Regions from separate parts of the Mus musculus genome. Here all the other regions are linked to region 2. A link is a contact called in public Hi-C and promoter capture Hi-C data. All regions are on one chromosome and are shown on one strand. The core of a region is the stretch at or near the end of the contact, and the rest is flanking DNA. Distances in the headings are between cores, read along the strand shown. Region 1 overlaps Pon2 (paraoxonase 2). Region 2 holds the start of Bet1 (Bet1 golgi vesicular membrane trafficking protein). Region 3 holds the start of Pon2 (paraoxonase 2).

The links. Promoter capture Hi-C pulls out the DNA fragments that hold promoters and counts their contacts. A called contact is a pair of places that touch in the nucleus more often than the background predicts.
Region 1: a promoter capture Hi-C map of pre-B cells shows a contact between it and region 2, with 4 times the contacts expected there. The contact joins the enhancer-like site here to the promoter of Bet1 in region 2. A contact is called at or near these places in 5 of 39 promoter capture datasets (the 3T3-L1 cell line, the C10 cell line, hippocampal neurons and 2 more) and 1 of 115 datasets of contacts at active chromatin or transcription factors (large pre-B cells).
Region 3: a Hi-C map of cardiomyocytes shows a contact between it and region 2, with 2.8 times the contacts expected there. The contact joins the promoter of Pon2 here to the promoter of Bet1 in region 2. A contact is called at or near these places in 5 of 39 promoter capture datasets (the 3T3-L1 cell line, the C10 cell line, hippocampal neurons and 2 more), 4 of 484 Hi-C or Micro-C datasets (B cells, CD4 T cells, cardiomyocytes and 1 more), 4 of 115 datasets of contacts at active chromatin or transcription factors (T-cell acute lymphoblastic leukemia, astrocytes, large pre-B cells and 1 more) and 2 of 9 other capture datasets (adipose tissue and liver).

Annotation. Positions count from the first base shown.
Region 1 is chr6:5,279,523-5,282,888 of GRCm38.p6, reverse strand. The region is part of intron 2 of Pon2 (paraoxonase 2); the gene reads left to right. Among named protein-coding and RNA genes, the nearest start is that of Pon2, 17 kb to the left of the region's middle. Within about 2 kb of position 2,063, at least 26 of the 459 cell types and tissues checked have an H3K27ac peak or open chromatin away from gene starts, as enhancers often do. A contact at or near this core is called in pre-B cells, where this site is marked.
Region 2 is chr6:4,084,759-4,088,278 of GRCm38.p6, reverse strand. Bet1 (Bet1 golgi vesicular membrane trafficking protein) reads left to right here and starts at 1,349. Exons shown (of 4, transcript NM_009748.3): 1 at 1,349-1,502. The coding sequence starts at 1,484.
Region 3 is chr6:5,296,944-5,300,417 of GRCm38.p6, reverse strand. Pon2 (paraoxonase 2) reads left to right here and starts at 2,078. Exons shown (of 9, transcript NM_183308.3): 1 at 2,078-2,206. The coding sequence starts at 2,133. It overlaps Gm52887 (a long non-coding RNA gene), which reads right to left and starts at 131. Exons shown (of 4, transcript XR_003956397.1): 1 at 1-131.

The DNA.
Region 1 (3,366 bases), core at 814-3,313, 1.2 Mb before region 2:
CAAGAGACATCTATGAAGGGTGTGAGGCAAGAGTGGGAGGCTGGGTCACTGGACTCTTCGGTTACTTTTGCTATTGAGTTAATAATTGTCACATTATCCAACAGCCCTGGGCTCCGTGAAGACCACCTTCTGTGAGTTTCAGTCTCACAGAAGACAATAGGGCACAATCAGACACATTACTGGACAAACTGCCAAACATGTTCCTGTTACAGCTCACTGGGACGGAGCGTGCCTCTGAGGAAAACAAGGCCCGTAGCATTTGTATTCTGAGCAGGCGTCTGTCTGTGTTTCTGACCTTTATGTGGTGATGTGTGTGAGCTGCTGTCTGGAATTGGAGAGAAGGAGGAAGTCTGTCACCTGTGCCCCCTCTCCTGAAGTGTTTAATGCCTCTGAGGCTCTTCAGCAGCCAACAGAGCGGAGAAGATGAGCGATCAGAAGCACATTTGGGATACATTTTTAGATCTATTACAATTGTGCTTTTTCTCATTCTCATTTGCTTTTGCCCTGTGGTTAGAACACAGCATATGAATGTTTGTTGAGTGCCATGCTCATGACCTGTAATGGTTAATAAAACTTGTGGATATAAATATTGACAGTATCTGCCTATCAAATGGTCTTTGACTACAAGGAATACGGGTGCTGGACCAACATCCCCATGCACACGAAATCACCTTTTTATGATAGGCACAGAGGTAAGGATGAACTATTTGGGGAAACTTTAGTAGTTGTGCACTTGACAATAAGCTCTGCAAGAGTAGAGACTCCTTCCTGCTAGTGCTCTGTCTTCCTTCCCACAACTCTCTCTCTCTCTCTCTCTCTCTCTCTCTCTCTCTCTCTCTCACACACACACACACACACACACACACACACACACACTGCATTGCTACCTCTATCATTATTGGAAATGTACTCGGTAACATTTTAAGAATTTTAGATGTATATCTATCATATATCATATTATAATGTCTTTCTGGCTTAAGGAGTAGCAGGCATTTACCCCATAGCATACAAGATGCATCTTCTGTGGAGAAGAAAGATAGTTTACAACTTACTGCATTTGTAAACTCTTCTTTGTCTATATTATAGACAAGCTTTTACATACTGACAGTTTAGTACAATACCCGTATCTATGTAACAAAATGCGAAGAACTGGTTAGGTTAAACTTAGCTTAAGAATCAAAACAATTTAATTTTCTAGAGTTATAGCCTAAGACAAAGCTTTCAATTTCTCAGTTGCTTTTCTCCAATGCTGCCCTCCTCCCTCTCCCTTTTCCCCCTCCTTTCCTCTCTCTCTCTCTCCCTCCCCTCCCCCTCACTCTATTACTCTTTCCTGAGTTAGTTTTGGATTTAGAGCTTCTCCATCTACGATACAATCTACCCATGTAAAAAAGACACTGGCAAGTTCCAAACCATGAGAAACATATTTGTATTCTTTTTTATTTCTTTTTATGGCACATAAGAATCGAAGGCCCAAAGATTTCATATAACCTGTAAATTATTTTTCAGTGTAGTATCTTTTGTTTTTTTCCTGGGTTATGGGTTAGAGAAGTGAATCAAAATTTCAGAAAGAAGCAGGGTGGGGTGGTATAGGCCTGTAATCCTGAAACTTGGGAGGCAGAGGCAGATGCAGATGCAGATGCAGATGCAGAAGCTATCGTAAGTTCAAGGCCACCTTGGTCTATTTTGAGAATTTCAGACTAACCTGAGCTAAAGAAGAGGTTTCTTTAGATCTTTCTATTATGTGACAGTCTGGCAGAGGGTCAGGTGATCAATCAGGTGACTGCTTTTCTCGTTGTCATTCAGGGACAAAGGTTGAATGAAGTAATAAAACTGTCTCCAACATATTGCTTCCATTTTTGTCCAAGACTACAACCTTGTTTGCTGCCATTTCACTGCAGGATAGAGTAAGAAAAGAATGTACATAGATTTTTTAAATTGTATTTTGCCCAGTAACTGTGTTTATTTTTTATCCTAATGTCCTATTGACCTGGGCTTATACATGTGGTCATCAGTGCTAGCAAGAAGCCAGTAAGCCGTGGCAGCCGTGTTGCCAGGTGTCTGTTGCTAAGAAGGAACCAGGAAAGTATGGAACCATGAAACCACTGGGCTTCTCTCACACAGACGGTCGACAGCTGCTGAAATAACAAGAAACAAAGAAGTGTGAAACCAAGAAACATCTGGCCTTCTCTGAGACAGACAATTGCTGAAGCAAGAAGGGTTAAAAGCAGATGTGCTAAGTGAGAATTCCCAGAGAGAGGTTTTTAAAGGAGGTTTTAAAAATAGAGTTCAATATTTGAAGTGATAATGATTTTAGTAAACAAAAAACATTTGGGAGAAAAACCTCAAATTTGGAATTGCCCGTGACTGAATTTACAAAGTGAAATTTATCTGTCCTTCATTCATGTTGATTTCTCATTGTGTGGAAGTAAGAGGACAGCTCTGGAGAGTGGACCCTGTAGATCCCAGGACTCAGGCTCAGATAGTTCGGCTGTACGACAAGCTCTACCCACTGAGCTACCTAGTTGCTTAAGTGTGGTGTTTTTAGAGAGAAACCACATTTCTCTAATGGAAAGTTCACCAAATAATGGGCTGATAACTTTTAGGTCAGACCAAAAGACTCCAATTCCCAGCAGGAGAGTGATTGATTGGTTAATTGATTCATTGATTGATTTCCAATTTGCTTAACCTTTCAAAGACCCCCCTTTTTTATATATAAAGTATGGGAAAATAATTCAGCTTCTCAGTGTTCTAAAATTATGTGAGATTATGAAAATTGCTTACAAATAGCTCATAGTTTGCATACATTGAATTACATCAGCAGCTATCTCCACTGATATTGCTACAAGGGAGGAAGCTTTTCCCTGCAGAAATCATCACTGACGTGGTGATGTGAGATGGTCAAAACCTGCTGTGAGATTAGCTCTAGACACAAACATGGGCAAGTAGATTCCGAAAATGTCCCACAGTGTGCAAGACATGAGTATCAATTTACTCGCTAAAACTGGGCCACAGGATAAACAGAAAGAAGGTTCAATGTGGCTGAAATGAGGTGTCGTTTGGAGTGGTCTCCTTAGTTATTCATGCACTACTGTTATTTGTGAGAAATTGCCTCGTTATCTTATGAGGTATTGATTCGTTTACTTATGCATGCATTTAGTGTTAGGTTTGGTGCCTGAGCACAGGCCCACTCAGCCAGGCATGAATCCTCTCACAAAGTGATACCAGGAGCCTGTAGAAAATGTGAAAGGCACAAAGGGTAAATTAGAAAACGAGTCACTCATCATTTTCCCACTCAAGACACAGGGGTGATGTTATTGTCACAATTTTTTATGTGTATGAATTTGTACATATTGAAGTTACATTTTC
Region 2 (3,520 bases), core at 100-2,599:
TTCCTAAGACAAATGCAAGTTTATGGTTATGCAGCCAATGTAGTGACCCTGTGCCCTTGCTCAAACCCCCACACTTGTTTGGTGTGCCTCATTGTTCTGAAACTCTTAATAATTTTTGTCTTTGATCTTGTATCATGCAAATGAAGTCTAATGGCATAATATAACATGCTCATGTGCAAATGATATATTTGTAATAAGTGTTTTTATTGTTCTTCATTAATATGCTCTGGATTCTGATAGCCCTCTGACTCATCAAATTTTGCAAGATATTAAAAGCTACAAGGTGAAGATGGCATGTTTATGCTCGAGTATGAACACTTATAGTTCCCATAGTCACATGTTGTACTTGAATAAGAACTTGTGATAAAATCATCAAGGATCTTTGTTATATCCCCATACTCATCTCACATTCTGTATTAGTTGAATTGAAAATTATCACATAGCAATAGAAGCAAAGAAGGCGGAACTTAGACTCTTTCTTTCAGCCATCAAACCACAGTAAGCTGAGGGCAGAGTGTTAGTGCAATGTGTTTCTATTATGAAGTATAATGTGTGTAGTGAGGTGGTTCAGCAGCTAAGGGTACTTGCTGCATATGTAGCAGAGGATGGCTACATGCTCCATGGAAACAAGTATGAGGTATTTGTGTGTACGTTTTAAAAGCTCTAAGTAGGGTGGAGTGTTTAAAAGCTAAATATCACAGTTCTTTCCAGACTTAGATCAAATGCGTTAGGAAGCTGAGACTCCCCACTTCCCTACCCGGAAGTTCTACTGCAAGGATACATACATACATACATACATACACACACACACACACACACACACACACACACACACACACACATATATATATATATATATATATGTGTATATATATATATATTTTTTTTTAACTATTCCACTGGGCAGGATCAGGAAGGAAGAGGATTGATTTTCCTTTCCTGCTAAGAGGCTCAGACAGTAAGATGAGACTCTGTTTGAACAAAGTTTGCACTGACTTTCTCACCTCTGACTTTGGGTGAGCGGGAGTGCAAGGGAAAATCATGAAAGAGTCAACCATCATCCCGGCTAGGGAGGGGTAACTCTCCCAGGTTAAAGTTGGCACTAACATCAAAAAGTGCCATACTAAAAGTTCTGGATTAAGTAATGACCCAGAATAACAGGACTAGAGCCCCAGCAGCTGTCGCTGCCCTTCCGGAAGCCCCGCCCATTCCAGGCATTGTTCCTACCACGCCCCTCTTACCCAGTGCCCCAGAAGACGGAAAACTACATTTCCCAGAATGCAACTAGTAATCGCATTTCAGGACGCCTATATGTGTCCGAGTGACGACATAAACCGGCGCGGTGTTTAGACTTTACTGATGTCGTGGCGCTCTGAGGCAAAAAGTTGTTGCTCTTAGGAGCCCTGGGACTGAAGCCGAGGTCGGGTGACCCTGGCCCTTTCCTACTCACTCCTCCTTGCCCGCCTTTCCCTCTCCTGGCAGGATGAGGCGTGCAGGCCTGGGTAAGAACAGTGCTGAGGTTCGAAGTTTGGGGACCCTAGGACCTGCTGAGTCGGGAGCAGGGTTGTGGGAGGAGACTACCGGCCCTCTGTCAATGACTTTGGTGTTCAAAAGCGAGTTATTTGGGTTCTTTGGAGAAGGTTCTCTTCCTGTGTCCTAGTTCCGAACGGTTTCCTGAAGTTGTATTTAGACAAAAGTTTAAACCTATATGCTAGGTTGCACAGAGCGGTGAATTGGTTAGCATAAGTTTTTCTTTTTCTATGTGCTAGTTTGGGGAGTAACCCAATTTCCCAAGCCTTGCTGTTTCCTTTGCTTTACTCATTCTGGATCTTAACTTTTTTTTTTTTTTTTTAAGAAATGACATTTGGGGAGTAGTAAGCTTTAAGCCCACTAATAATGATGCGTTAGTTTGATAACCGTGAGTTACAAAGGTGAATTTACGTGTCCTTATTGTTAAAGTGCCTGTTATGAAAGGTCTGGGTCAAAGGCGAGTTACTTGGAACACTTCTGACCTAGACCTTGTCCCACTGCTAAGGCAGTAGATGTTGGTTTTGATGACTTAAATGGGTCAGGGGAAGGAATAGCTTAGTAATAACTGAAGTTCTTTCTCTATTAGCCATGTCTTAAAGAAGGAAGGGCAGAATGCTTGAAAAAAATGTGTGAAATATTAAAAAGGATGTTGCTGTTCTGGCAGACATTGGAATAGTAAAAAAAAAAATAGTTTTTAAAAATTTGAGGTGTTAAAGCCAGTGAATGGACAAACACTTAAAGTTAGGTATGAAAACTAAAGCCTCTTTTGCAACTCATAATTCACGGCTTGTTATGGGTTTTGATTATGTAAGAAGGAACACAATATTCATGACAGTGCAGAGACATGGTAGTAGTTTCAATAAGGTTGGTTATAGGAATAGAATGTGTGGACTTTAAAACCACTGAAAAATAAGGGCCTTGAATGGTGTCAGTAATATAGATTGACAGGGTTGTCAATAAGTAGTTGCATGTGAAGAAGTTGTAAATTTAGTTTTATGAATCCTTTCAGTCATTGAAAGAAATTAGTTCATCTCAAATAACCTAAAGAACTATTTTCAAACATGATTAGTCATATATGCCTACATTTTTCCAACACTAATAACAGCAGACATTTATTGTGACGCACCATGTGCTTCCCAAAGCTTTCAGGGTTACTGTGGAGCAGAAGATAAATTGCTGCGGAAGCAGATGACAAAGTACGATCCAAGGTGGTAACTTCATCCCAGTACAGGTTAAGTTCATCGGATAGTAAATGCAGTGGGGGCTTAATAATCCATGGCTCACGGTGGGCTTCCTGGAGCCGGAGAACCTGAAGGATGCTGGTGACTGTGAGGGTTGGGAGAAGTAAGTCCCAGATGAGAAGATGGCCAAACAAGATTCAGGGTAGTTATGAATGATGTATACAAGAGGTTGTGGTGATGAAGTCACTCTGAGTGAAGCTAGGACCCTGAGGCACCCGAACGATCTGACTATTCAAGGACTTTACATTCATCAGTAGGCCACTGGCCTATTGGAATTTTGTTTGTGCTGTACTGTTTTTAATACGTGCAGGTCAGGGATTTGACAGTAGGTTTCTATCTCTGACTTGTATTGTATGTTACAATTACTCAGAAAGATGTTAAATTAGATTTTCAATTAAATTAGAATCAGCAGGCAAGAGTCCCCTCCTAAGTCTTTTTGAAGTGCAGTGAAGAAGAGGGGTAATTATTTGTTTAAGTATGCTTATCACTTAAATTGGTGTTGAATTATGAAGACCTAAAAGTATCATTGTGTGCTGACCTGAATTTGAAATTTGAAATAATAGTGAGTCTGATAAGCATTTGTATGTAAAACCTGCCACCTTACACAGGAGCTGTTAAATGAATTGGCCTGCTTCAAGGAAGTAGCACTTTTCAGATGGCATCAGCTGGAAATGACCTTCAAGACTCGCCTTTCTACAGTTCATCATAGTAGTAATTAATTCTCACTGAAAAATTGGATCTCAGTTGGA
Region 3 (3,474 bases), core at 829-3,328, 1.2 Mb before region 2:
AAGCAATAGTTGTCACTATAGTTGTTACATGTATCTTTAAATAACATACCTAACCTCATTTGAATTTTTTTCTTCAGCCTTTTATCTAGTTCAGACTAGTTTTAAACCCAATATTCTCCAGTCTCTGTTTTAGCTTCATGGTGAGATTCCAGTCAGTCACCAGCCCTGGCCCTTTATCTTCCTTTGAAAGAATGTTTCTAGAGCTTTCTGATTTGCTGTGCTAAGATCACACCTAACTCAGAGATGCCATTAAGGGCACAGGGTGGCTCCCATGCCAAGATGAGAAGGGCTGTGTCATTACTGTATTTCTGTGGCATACACTCACTTTCAAAGCACTTCGATAATCACATTTCAGTGCACTTGATCCCTTTGGCAATCCTACCCACCTAACTGTGTGCCCTGACAAACAGTATTTTGCGAAGTTATCTGTGATGGAAAGTGCATAAAAAGTACATCTTCTGGGACTTTGAAAGAGCAATTGTTCAGCTGTCTATCAGACAGTGGATACATCCCAGAGTCCCTTAGGGCTGGTCACAGATGTGTGGAACAGGAAGATCTCTTTCTTTTCCCTTTGGTGAGGGGCCAGGTACAAACCGGCATCTGCTTTTCCTTAATGGTTGGTTACAAAACAGAAACCTGGCCTGATGTGCCAGCATCTGCTGGTAATCCTCACGAGGGCAAGGCAAGAGAGCCTCAAATCTGAGGTCACCTCGAGCTGCAATAACAAAACACTGTCAGAAAAGGATGGTCCCCGGGAACTGACTGTGTAGCTTCTGCAAACATTGCAGGTGGGAATTAAGCACTGGGAACAATTAGGAACTGATTTCAAGTTATACCCAGTAGCTGTCGCAATCTCAACGAGTGCCCTCCCTCTTTATATTTTTATAAGTGTATATCAATAAGTATTAAAATGAAAAGGGAGAAAGAAGAGAAAATTGATTAGTACTCCAGTGAGTCCCGAGTTTGTGGTGTTTTAGTCTAAAATCTTTTTTTTTTTTTTTGGTTTTTTTTTTTTCGAGACAGGGTTTCTTTGTGTAGCCCTGGCTGTTCTGGAACTCACTCTGTAGACCAAGCTGGCCTCAAACTCAGAAATCCACCCGCCTCTGCCTCCCAAGTGCAGGGATTAAAGGTGTGCGTCACCACACCTGGCTATAAATCTTAATATAAAAGGATGTAATTCCAACTCTAACTTCTTATATAAGACCTGTCCAGAACCACTTTTTTCCCATCTAAAAGAAGAAAAAAAAGGAAAGGAATATTTAAAATGTCTGAACGAGAGAGATGTCTCAGCACTAAGAACACTGGCTGTATTTCCTGGTGTAGTGGGCACCCTTTTCTGACCTATGTGGATACCAGGCATGAATGTGGTGCATATACTTACATGCAAGCAAAACAACCATGCATATGAAATAAAGAACTAAGGCAAAACATATTACTCTAGGCAGGGCCTTGAGTGGCCCAAGAACTTGGCATATGGAGGTAGACAGATCAGAAGTTCCCTACCAGCCTGGACCACATGAGACCTTATGTTCAAAACAATAAGAACATTTAAAAGTACAATTTTAATAGATTTCATATATATATATAATATACTTTCTGTGTTGTTTAATAATTACTATCTAAATATATTTTATATTTAAATATAGAAATGTTATACACACGTATGTGTAATAACAAAACTAGTGTATGACTGTAGATATGGCTCAGTACTAGCCTAATATGAACAAAGTCCTGAGTTTGTTTCCTAGCTTCTCAAAGCCAAAATTATACACAACAGAGGGGGAAAGTATCCTCAAACACCAGGCCAAAACAGCAAAAAGCAAGCCCAAACTTAACTAAATTAAGGGAACTCCGCAGAGGCCACCCTAAAGTTTTCAGGGAGCTGAGCAGGTGCAGCTGCGCGAGGATCGGAGGCTTGGCGGGGTGTTTGTGAAAGGAATCAAGTTCAGTTGGGTTCCCACGCGGGCATGTGCGGATGTGCTCCGAGGACGAGGCGCCGGGCGGAGCCTGGGCTGCAGAGCCGGCGCTCGGGGCGGGGATCGGGCGCGGCTCCGCGCTCGGGGCGGGGAGCTGGCCCAGCGTCCGGAGCTGCTCGGTCAGGCCCGAGCCAGACGGCGGGCCGGTCCCGCACCATGGGCCGGATGGTGGCTCTGAGTTTGCTGGGCATCGGGCTGGCGCTGCTGGGCGAGCGGTTCCTAGCGCTCAGGTAGGTGCTGCCGAGGGTCCCGGGTCGGGAGTCCCTAGGCTGGGACCGCCGAGCTGATTGGGGCGCTCGCGCGGCGGGTGGGAGGGGGTGAGAGGGGGGGAGGTAACTGGAGAGAGAGCTTGTTTAGTTCGGGGGGGGGGGGGGACCGGATGGAAGGAAGAACTTCGGATAGCTACCGGTGCTCCGTTTAACCGACCCAGTCCACTTCCACCAAGACCTAGACACTTTGGGAAAAAGTTTTCCAGCGCTTGCTGGTGCCGAGGTTCCTCTGCCTAGGCTGACAAGAGAGAGCTTTGCAAATTCCCCAAGGGCAAACCCAGTGCTTTAATTTGAAAACAAAACCATTACTCATGCGTGGACGCTCTAATTATACAGCTTCATTTTAGGTCACTGGTGCTGTTCTGCTCAGCCGGAACCCATCCCTCCCCAGCATTAATAGTTGGTGAAACTTCAGGGTTTCCGTCTTGGCGCTGGAGATCAAAGACGCTTGAGAGAGACAGCTACTGTTCTTACATCATTTCCTTATTTATTGACCAGAGTCCCAGAAGCAGAGCGAGCGATTGTTTGTTCTGGGTAGACATCATACTTTCAAGTTACCAATTCAAACTTTATAAACTTCTTGCAAAAGTGTTCCGGAACAGTAGTACTCAGCTCCTTATAGGGTTAAAGAGAAAAGACAGTCTTCTGTAGGCGTTCTGGGAGGCAACGTAGACTCAGATGAGGAAGGCGGGCAAGTCTGAAGGGTGTGCTTCACACTGGGCCTCTCTCTAATAGGCAAAAGGGAAGCGCCGGCACTCATTGGTTGTTTAGCAGCAAACTGCTATGAGTCTTGCATTGTACAAATAAGCCCGAAGGGCACAGCAACGGGGCCTGGATATTGGGATCTCCCGGAGTCTTGACGTCCAAGTAGCACCATGTGAAACATTCTAATTCAGTTGGTTCTGATAGGGCATCGGCCTTGGGTTTTGGGTGCTTTTCTAAATTTTAAATGAATTCTTGGTTTTGAGACGAAGTCTCACTGTGTATCCTCTGTTTTGAAGCTCAGTCTGGTCTCAAAACTCAGGATTCTTTGGTCTCCTGACTTCTGCTATTATAGGCACACGCCAGCATGACAGTCAGATTTCCTTCTCTTCTCTTCTCTTCTCTTCTCTTCTCTTCTCTTCTCTTCTCTTCTCTTCTCTTCTCTCCTCTCCTCTCCTCTCCTCTCCTCTCCTCCCCTCTCCTCCCCTCTCCTCTTCTTTCTTCCTTTTATCTTTTTTTTTTTTATT